Linked DNA regions of Sus scrofa: region 2 is linked to region 1. The links are chromatin contacts, called in public HiChIP or PLAC-seq maps. All regions are on one chromosome and are shown on one strand. Each heading gives the region's core, a stretch centred on a gene start, on an enhancer-like site or on the middle of the called end of the contact. The rest is flanking DNA. Distances are from core to core; before and after follow the strand shown.

Region 1 (4,552 bases), core at 532-3,031:
CGGGGCTGCTCCAGAGTCTCTTTTCTGGCTTGGCTGTCCCCAGCAAGGAGGCACTCCTGGCATCAGGGGAGAGGGGCTGGAGCAGGATGGGTGGGGAATGGGGCAGGAAACGTTTCTTTAACCTTATTTCATTAGAACATTTTCTTGAGTGGCATGTGCAGTTCCCTGGAGACCCACGTGGAGTCACAGAGCAAGACATCCATGTAACATGAGTTATGCAGGAGCCGCCTTCCTCTGTCTGTGTAATTAAGGAGCCTGATAAGGCTAAGGATCAGGGCAAAATAATTTCATGGATGACCACAGCTCTCTTCCCCCTCTTCTGCTTAACCCTCTTCCTGAGTAGTTTCTCTTGCTACCCCGTGACTATACCCAGCATGTGCCCTCTAAAGTCACACTAGTCTAGCCCCATGTTCCCATGCATCCAGGTAAGGGCCTTGATTCTTTCTAGGCTGGCAGGGCTGGGACAAGCAGTCAAGAAAATGACTTGAAACAGAAAAGCTGACTCCCTGGCACAGATCTACTCACTTCAAAGCCTGTGGCCCATGGTCCCAGGGCTCCCTCTCCAACCCCCCCCCCAAATTAAAGGCCCCAGAATCGACACTCCTGCATCCCAAACCCCTAGACTCCCTTCCCAGCCCACCACAACACCTAAGAGAAATGGTTGGAAAAACCTCGGCCTGGAGGGGCTGGTGTTTCTACTCTGTGTAAGTTGCTACTGTATTAAAAGAGTGGAGAGAACCTGGGATACTGAGACAGGAGGACAAGGGGACCTCTTACCCCAGAGCAAGGTGTATATCTTGCAGGTGGGGATCAATATGATCCCATACAGGGCTCCCAAGTGTAGCAGACTCATGAGGATGATGTTTCTCCAAACATATTCAAGCTTGGGCCTTGGGCCCTCCTTATCCTGGTAGGTTGGGTCATAGATGTCATCTTTCATTTCAGGGCGGATGTCTTCTTCCACGTATTGGGGAGTCTTCTCCAACTTGCCCCCTCCATTCTGCAGGACCCTGGAGGAAGGTGCTGTGATGGTAGTGGTGGTTGTGTAGGAGCTAGAGATCTGAAAGAGAGTGGAAGTGCAGAGCTGGGAGAGAGGGGAGGACACGTGGAGACACTAGGGGCCACTTCACTCCCTGGTCTAGCTGGGGGAAGGGCGGGGTATAGGCACAGACCTGGCCCCAATACCCAGGTTACCTGAGGGCAAGGTCTATCCTAGATGGAAGAGACGCAAGTCCCCAGGAACTGTGCGGAGAAATTGGGGAGGAGGGTGAAACCTCAGGGGAAGGGGAAATAGAGGGGTAAAACACTCGCACCCCTTCAAACACACAAAGGAAAGCCCGCATGCCTACACACATCAGGGTACAGGTACCACCAGATTTTTCTTTGAAGCTTTAGGAAACAAAAGTTGGAGAACTAAGTTCCCAAATTACAATCCACATTCCCAACAAACTGAAGACTATACAACTCGAAAAAGGTGGCTGTCCTCGGCGATCTCAACTCTCTTCTACACCGAGTCACCTAGAAGCCCAACCAGCACCGGCGAGCCCGCGGTCTGGGGGCCATTACTTGGAAACTCACCTCCTCTTGCAGCAAGTGGGCCGGCATCTGGGCTCTCGGACGTTGGGATCACTTTCCCAGGGATGAGACTTCAGGGAGGAGTTCGTGGCAGACCGCACTGAGCGTAGACTAGTGCTGGAGCCGGCTCTTGCGCGGAGATCAGCGATGCTGCGCTCGGAACCCTTTGCTGCACGTTGGGTCGGTGTCTGCACCCGACCTGCTGTGCGCGGGTCTCCCCAGGCTGGGTATTTAAAGGCTAGAGCTGGCAGTGGGCGACCGTGTCCTGTATTTCCTCTGACCCCTTTTATTCGCTGCCAAGAAGGGGCAAAGTGCGCAGAGTTGGCTCACCGTGGGAGAACCGCATGGGCGGGAGAGGGGAGGAGACAGAGAGCCGGGGCTTACTGGGGGCCGGAGACGCAAAAACTGGATGCTGCAGACACTCCGCGGCTCGGTCTCCGCAGCCCCTGCCTCTGCCCCTGCCCCTGGGGAAATGCTAATGGGCTTCTGTAGACTCTGGCGCGTCATTGGCCGAAGGGAATTTGGTGCCACCTCGTCCTGCCGTTGCCATTGGCTCGGCGCAATCTGCTGTTCCCTCTGCCGCGAGCTCCTCACTCCCCCTCCCCTCCCTTTCTCCTCCTCAGCTTCTCTTCCACCGGCCGCTGGGCTTCTGCCCGGCGTCCTGCCTCCTCGGAGGCGCTCGAGAGCGTCTTCCCTGGAAGAGGAAGAGGACTCAGTAGGGGGGTGGGAGGTGGGTGCTAGCCCAGGACTGGCCCTGGGGCACTTCGCGAAAGGATGGGCACTAGGGAAGTTTCCGGGGAAAGTGTGGGTGAAGCCGCGCGGGCGACCGCTACGCACAACTCCACTCCCGCCTTCTAGCTCGCGGAGACGCGTGGGAGGGGGAGACGTGCCTTCAAACCCCGGGTTGGGGGCCGGGGGCCCGGCGAAGCCCCACCTCCCTCCGTGACGAACGCGCGTGCCGCAGGGGCTGAGGGTCGGCCGGCGGCGGAACAATGGCTCTGCGCCGCCCACTGGCGGCGGGGCGATAGATGCGTACTGCTGAACTCGCCGGTCTCCAGGCCGGCAGCGGTGTACACACACGTAGATGCATAGATAGATGTGTGGACCTGCACGCGCGCACGGCGTTCAGCTACTAGGCAAGCCCAGCAGGGGACGTTCGCCTCCAGGCGCCAGTGAGCGATCCCGTCCTTGTGCCCACGCCCCCCCCCACCCGCGAACGTGTGCGGGATGTTTTGGAAATTCTTCAGATTGTCGAGTTGTAATTTTGGAATGGCTTTCATGAGAAAAGGGAGGAAGCGCAGCGTGTGCCTTCATCCAGAAGCAGGCAAAAGGACTTGTAAGTGGGACAAAAATAGCTATCAGCTATAGAATTATTAGGCAAGTCAGTCCACAAGAATCATTTTACTTAATCATTAGTCGTGGGAGTTCCCGTTGTGGCGCAGCGGAGACGAATCCGACTAGGAACCATGAGGTCGAGGGTTCGATCCCTGGCCTCGCTCATTGGGTTAAGGATCTGGCATAGCCATGAGCTGTGGTGTAGGTCACAGATACAGTTCGGATCCAGTGTTGCTGTGGCTGTGGCATAGGCCAGCAGCTACAGTTCCTAGCCATGGGTGCAGGCTTAAAAAGACCAAAAAAAAAAAAAAAAAAAAAATTTCCCCTTAAGAGAACAGGCAAGCATATAATCGTCTACCATTTCTAGTCAACATTGTGCTAGAAATCCTAGGTTGCATGATGGACAGGAAAAAAGAAATGAAAGATATAAAGATAGGAAAAGAAGAAAGAAACTGTTATTATTTGCAGAAGACATAACTGTGTGTATGAAAAATGTACAGAATCTACCACCAAAAAAGTGCCAAAATTGGTAAGTGAATTTAGAAAGGTCAAGATAGAAACCAGTATAAAAAAATTATTCTGTCCTATATTCTATTAAAAAACAATTGCAGAATGAAATTTAAAATATACTGTTTAAAATAGCATCAAAAATGGAGTTCTCCTTGTGGCTCAGCGGGTTAAGAACTTGACTAGTGTCCACGAGGTTGTGGGTTACATGCTGGCCTTGCTCAGTGGGTTAAGGATCTGGCATTGTCACGAGCTCCGGCGTACATCACAGATGCGGTCCAGACCTGGCGTTGCTATGGTGGTGGTATAGGCTGGTAGCTTTGGCTCTGATTCGACCCCTGGCCCAGGAACTTCATGTGCCACAGGTGCGGCCCTAAAAAAACAAAAATTAAAAGAACATCAAAAATGTCACAAAGAATAAATCTAAATGTTTATAGGATAGCTACACTGAAAGTATCAAAACAATGCTGAGAAAAACTTTAAAACTCTTAAATAGAGAGAAAAAAAGAATTTGTTATATTCTGTGTTCATAAATGGACAGACTCAGTGTTGATCTATAGATTAATTTAATCACTATAGAAATCCAACAGATTTCTTTGAGGAAATAGACAAGCAGATTCTAAAATTTAAGTGGAAATTCAAAGGGTCTAGAATAGCCAAAAAACAATTTTGGAAAAGAAGAACAAATTTGGAGGAATTAAACTATTTTAATTAGGAATTACTCTAAGTCTAGAGTAGTTAAGAGAGTGTGGAGTTAGAAAAGGTAGAGACAAATAGATCAGTGAAACAAATTACAAATTTTAGAAATCCTCCAACACCTATACGGTCAGCTTACTTTTTACGAAGTTCCCAGGTCAATACAATGTGGAGGAGCAAGTGCCTGTAACAAATATTGCTGGCACAACTGGATATCCACATAGAATAAATGAACTTCACCCTCACTTCACATACAAAATTAATTTGAGAGGCATCAGAGAGCTAAATGTAAAACCCACAACTGTAAAGTTTCTATATAAAACAGAGGAAAATATCTTTGTGACCTTGAGGTGAGAAAAGGTTGTTTGGACAGGACTCAAAAAGTATTGACCATGGCGGGGGGAATGGATAATTTAGACTTCATGAAAGTTAATATCCT
Region 2 (4,414 bases), core at 1,562-4,061, 530 kb before region 1:
CAAAATTCAGATTAAGTGGCAATGACACTCACAAACTGAATTTCACTATGTGGTTTAATCAAGTTCTGACAATGACAACAATGCTTTGCTAAGCAATTATAAACAATTTTTAAAATATAATTCACCACTATCTGTAGGAGTAAATTTATAAAAGCAAAACTAAGGTTTATATAATCTATTTCACTAAAATAGTAAGACTGGAATGTGGATTCAAGGAAGTGGTAGAATGCCTCCTAGGGCTGAAAAATCTGCTGCTATGTGGTAAAGAACTTGAGGGACTCTGATTCTATTCCTTGACATCTTCAGTGACAGGTACAAAATAATGCTCAATAAACGTTTGCTGAACAAAATAATGGCAGTTATAAAAACTAAGTAAAACCTGAACAGACTCCTATCAAGAACAGATGATACAATGGCAAATATGGGTGATTTGTCTGGTCTGGAGAGGCAGCTGAAGAGTGTGCTAGGCAAAAGGCAGAAAAGACCAAGTTCTAAGCTTCTACTATACTCTTTATATACTGCAGTTAGATGTTAATCTAAGTGACAGCAAAAATTGGAATGAGTAGTGTTTCAAAATTTTACTAAGAACTCATTTAAAAAACAAAGCATTGCATAGGAAAAACACAAAACACATAAAAGGAAGAAAATTAACAATAACAAAAACCAAATTGCTTTAATATTTAAGGACTGCTGCACCCTACAATAGACACAGTGAAACAGTACCATATTACCCAAATTTGTATCGTGATTTGTTTATGTATTTAAGAAGCTGTCAACTGCATAAAGAGGGATATTGTATGTAGAGCAAAATACCTTTCTGGCAAGTTTTGCTACAGTGTATTCATTTTACTGAAATAAAATAAGTGGTAGATGGGTTTCTCTAAACATTTAAACACTATGAGGTTGGAATGCTCAGAGAAAACTTGAACAATCCAAGTCCCTTGAAGGTTAAGCTTCTGCATCTTGTACACTTTACTGACCACATTAGTACAGCAATGCCCATCTTTAATGGTTTACCGAGAGTCCACAATGTTTGAGATGTAGGCAGAAAATCTAAGTAGCCATGAAATGAATGAGTGACCATCTAAGGAAGAATCTATGCATTTGTTTTCATAAAATGAATTCTATCAGACAAATTTAACTCTACCAGAGAGTAAAAGAAGAAATACTAGAGGTTCTGCAAAGGTGAGAAGGATGATGCCTTCAGCTATTGGTTAAGAAAAGAGATGAGAAAGGATTAAAAAACAGTTAATTAACTCGAAACAAGGTAATACTAAATGTTTTTACATTAACTACCAAAAGGAACACTGTACCTCTTCTTTTCAAGTAATACACCTGAGAGAAAACTGGCTTTGGGTAAAACATACAAGAAATCTGTAAAGTAACCATGAATGTATCTTTCAAGACAGAACAATCCCTTAAATTCATAGGCACAGAAAGATCCATTACTTACTTATAACTAGTTTAAAAAGTACTTGTTAACAGCACACAAACCCTTATCTGAAACTCTAGGGACCAAATGTGTTTAAAAATTTTGAATTTACTGGATTTTAGAAAGGTGGTGGATAGTATTATGTAAAGCCCCCAGGGGGGTCTGAGACTGTACCCTGTAAGCACACACATTAATATTCCCCAGCAAGACTTAAGAATACTCACACTTAATAGGAAAAAGACCATCTCTAGCTTTCCATTAGTTCTGGTCAGGTTTGGCTGCCAAGTTAGATGTGGCGCCAAACTTATCGAAAACTTTCGGTTTTCACGGTTTTCTGGCTTTTGGAATTAAGATAAGGGGTTGTGGACCTATACCACAATTATTATAAGATATATTTGTTGTTAAACTTACGCTACAAGCTTTTAAACTTAAAATAAAAAAGACAGTACCAAGTGCGTAGAGAATTTAAACACGTTTTATTGTCAGAGGATGTCATTTGATGAAACTCTCCATCTCATTACATAGCTCCCACAAAATCTTTACAAAAAAACCTGGCCTCTTGGAAAGGCGTAAAGTTCCTGAAGAAGAAAATATATCACATTCCAAATCTGCATGTTCTTTTAATTAAAACTTATCGTGTATACTAGACTATAAAGCAATTCGTGGAAGGGTTTCCCTCATCACATCTTACATAAGTTTACCCACAACGTAGAAAAGGCTTAAACGATTCAACCACTAGAAGCATTAGAACGGACAACGTACAGAAAACCACTTAAATATGCATTTAGCAGTCAGGGCCCCGGGTCCAGCTAAAGTAAAGGGCAAAAATCACGTTCTACCTAAGGCGGGTTGTCCATCGCCAGCCAGGCTGTGGTCACTAGACCGAGAACAGCGTCCCAACTACAGAAAAGGAGACTCGAACTCCCAGCAGCCACCGCGCGGAGGCGGGGCGAGGGGGTTGCCAGGCCCCGGACGCGGAGGCCTGAGCTCGCGGAGGATGGCGGGAACTGGAAGAGTGGCCGTCCGCAGTCCTCCCTCATACCCTTGCCCCCGCGACCCGGCCCCTTCTCAAGCCCTCTGCACGGTACCTGTCCCCAGGACTCTCTGTTCTCTTTCCCGCTGCAGCAGGGACGGTACTACCGGGTCTCAGATGGCAGCGCGGGGGCGACGACCCTGGGGCTGGGGATGAGGGGAAACCTGGCCTAGCGGGCATGCAGCGCCTTGTCATGTCGGCGCCGCTGGCGACGGCGGCATGAGCTGTGGCTGGAGCAGCTGGGTGCGTGGTTGCCGTCTTGCTGCTGGGTCTCGGGGAGGCTGTCGGAGCAGAGGTGGGCGGCACCCCCTTCTCTCTTCATGGCGGTTCTCTCTCTTCGGAAGTGACTCCGGTGTGAGCGGGAAGGAACCTGAGGACCAACAAGGGGCGGGTTTTACTTGAAGCGTCATATTCTGATTGGCTGGCACGGCGGTCAGTCCAGTAGTGGCGCAATAGAAAGCCTCAGCCTCTCAGGAGAAGGCGGGGCCTCAGGGAGGGGGTGGGGAGAAGAAAAACTGCCCCCCGTCACGTGCATGGGGGTAGTGGTGGGGGCGCCGCGGCGTCCGGGCTGTGTCCGCCCTGGCGGGCGCGCGGGGGCGGGAAGGCGCGGGCTGTCAAGGGCGCTGCGGCAGCTGGCGACACCCGTCTTGAGGAGAGCGAGGGACGAGGTTTGCAGACGTAAAGTGGAGCCCAGCAGCTGCCCTCGATCAGGATGGCCAACAGTTGGGCTTCCTGTGTCGTACAATTGTGCCTCAGAAATCCCCAGCTGTTCATTACATCGTCTAACATCTTAGGCCAAGTACCCTTATGCCGTCACCATTTCCTTGGTGGTCTGCACAGCCCAATCTGAAGACTTGCTCATTGTGTGAAGGTTCTTGTTAAGTGCTGGGGTGGCTCCTTTTCCTCTTTTTTTTTTTAAGAAGGAAAACAAACAAACAAATAAAAACCCACCTCATTGAAATAAAGACTGTTTTTATTCCACAAACGCATTTTGTTTTCAGTTGCTGAAATGAGTTATCCGTAAAGTCTCTGGAGCCAAATTCTTGAAGATTTTTGAAAGGAACACAGGGCCATCTTTCAATCACCCATGTTAAGTGATTGGTGAAAACTGCCAGCAATCTCCAATCCTCCTTTGTAAAGGGTTTGTGCTTTGGAGGCTCTTAGCCAGAGTTTTCCCTACAAACTGAGAGGCTGATCAAAGTATCTCTGAGCCTCAGTTTCCATGTCTATAAAGTGGGCATTCTGCTTTTCTGGGTAATTGTAAACCATAAAAATGATAAGCAATGCAAACTGCACAGCCCAGGGTCTCTCATGTAATAAGTATGGGGCAAATTAGTATTCCTTTTCCTTTGTTCTTTAGACACACTCTCACACTTTGAACTTACTACAAAAATCTTCCAGATAGGTCAGATAGTGTTATAATAACTATTAACCAAAATATCAGTCTCAAGGTTGTTCAAGTCTTAATTGTCAGGCCTGTTCAATCAGTTGGATGGAACACAATCTTAAATGACACAAAAGAATTTAGACACGTCTTTAAAGTTTATTGTACTGAGATTTAACTGCTTTGGTAGCTAAGCATGCTTGAATGACTGGCAGTTCACCTCCTCTCCTTCCCTGTTAGCCCTCAGGAGGAAGAATTAATGAGAAACAAAGTGGCTAACAGGGTGGCAAAGTGGTGGGAGGGAAGAAGGTAAAAGTGAACGGACAGGTTTCTCATTCACCCCCAAAGCATACATACAGACCTATATCCTGGGTTGTGGGGATGAAAAAAAGGAAGTACTGAAATAAGGGACATTTTTTTGCTCCTAATAACAGGTTTCTATACCTAGCATTGTTCCTTACATAAAAAAGAAAATAATAGAATATGTGTTGAATGAACAGTGACTTTTATATTTGTTTATTAAGGGCTTTTTACATGTAGTATTTCCAATCTTTTGTATTATTGC

The links. HiChIP or PLAC-seq counts read pairs in DNA pulled down with a chosen protein or histone mark.
Region 2: a contact with region 1 is called in an H3K27ac HiChIP or PLAC-seq map of alveolar macrophages. The contact joins the promoter of LOC110256637 here to the promoter of SCD in region 1. A contact is called at or near these places in 1 of 47 Hi-C or Micro-C datasets (embryonic fibroblasts) and 2 of 2 datasets of contacts at active chromatin or transcription factors (alveolar macrophages and skeletal muscle).

What each region holds. Positions count from the first base shown.
Region 1 is chr14:111,459,037-111,463,588 of Sscrofa11.1, reverse strand. It overlaps SCD (stearoyl-CoA desaturase), which reads right to left and starts at 1,781. Exons shown (of 6, transcript NM_213781.1): 1 at 1,579-1,781; 2 at 778-1,060. The coding sequence starts at 1,605.
Region 2 is chr14:111,995,179-111,999,592 of Sscrofa11.1, reverse strand. It overlaps LOC110256637 (SMC5-SMC6 complex localization factor protein 2), which reads right to left and starts at 2,811. Exons shown (of 20, transcript XM_021072667.1): 1 at 2,521-2,811. It also overlaps the pseudogene LOC110256638.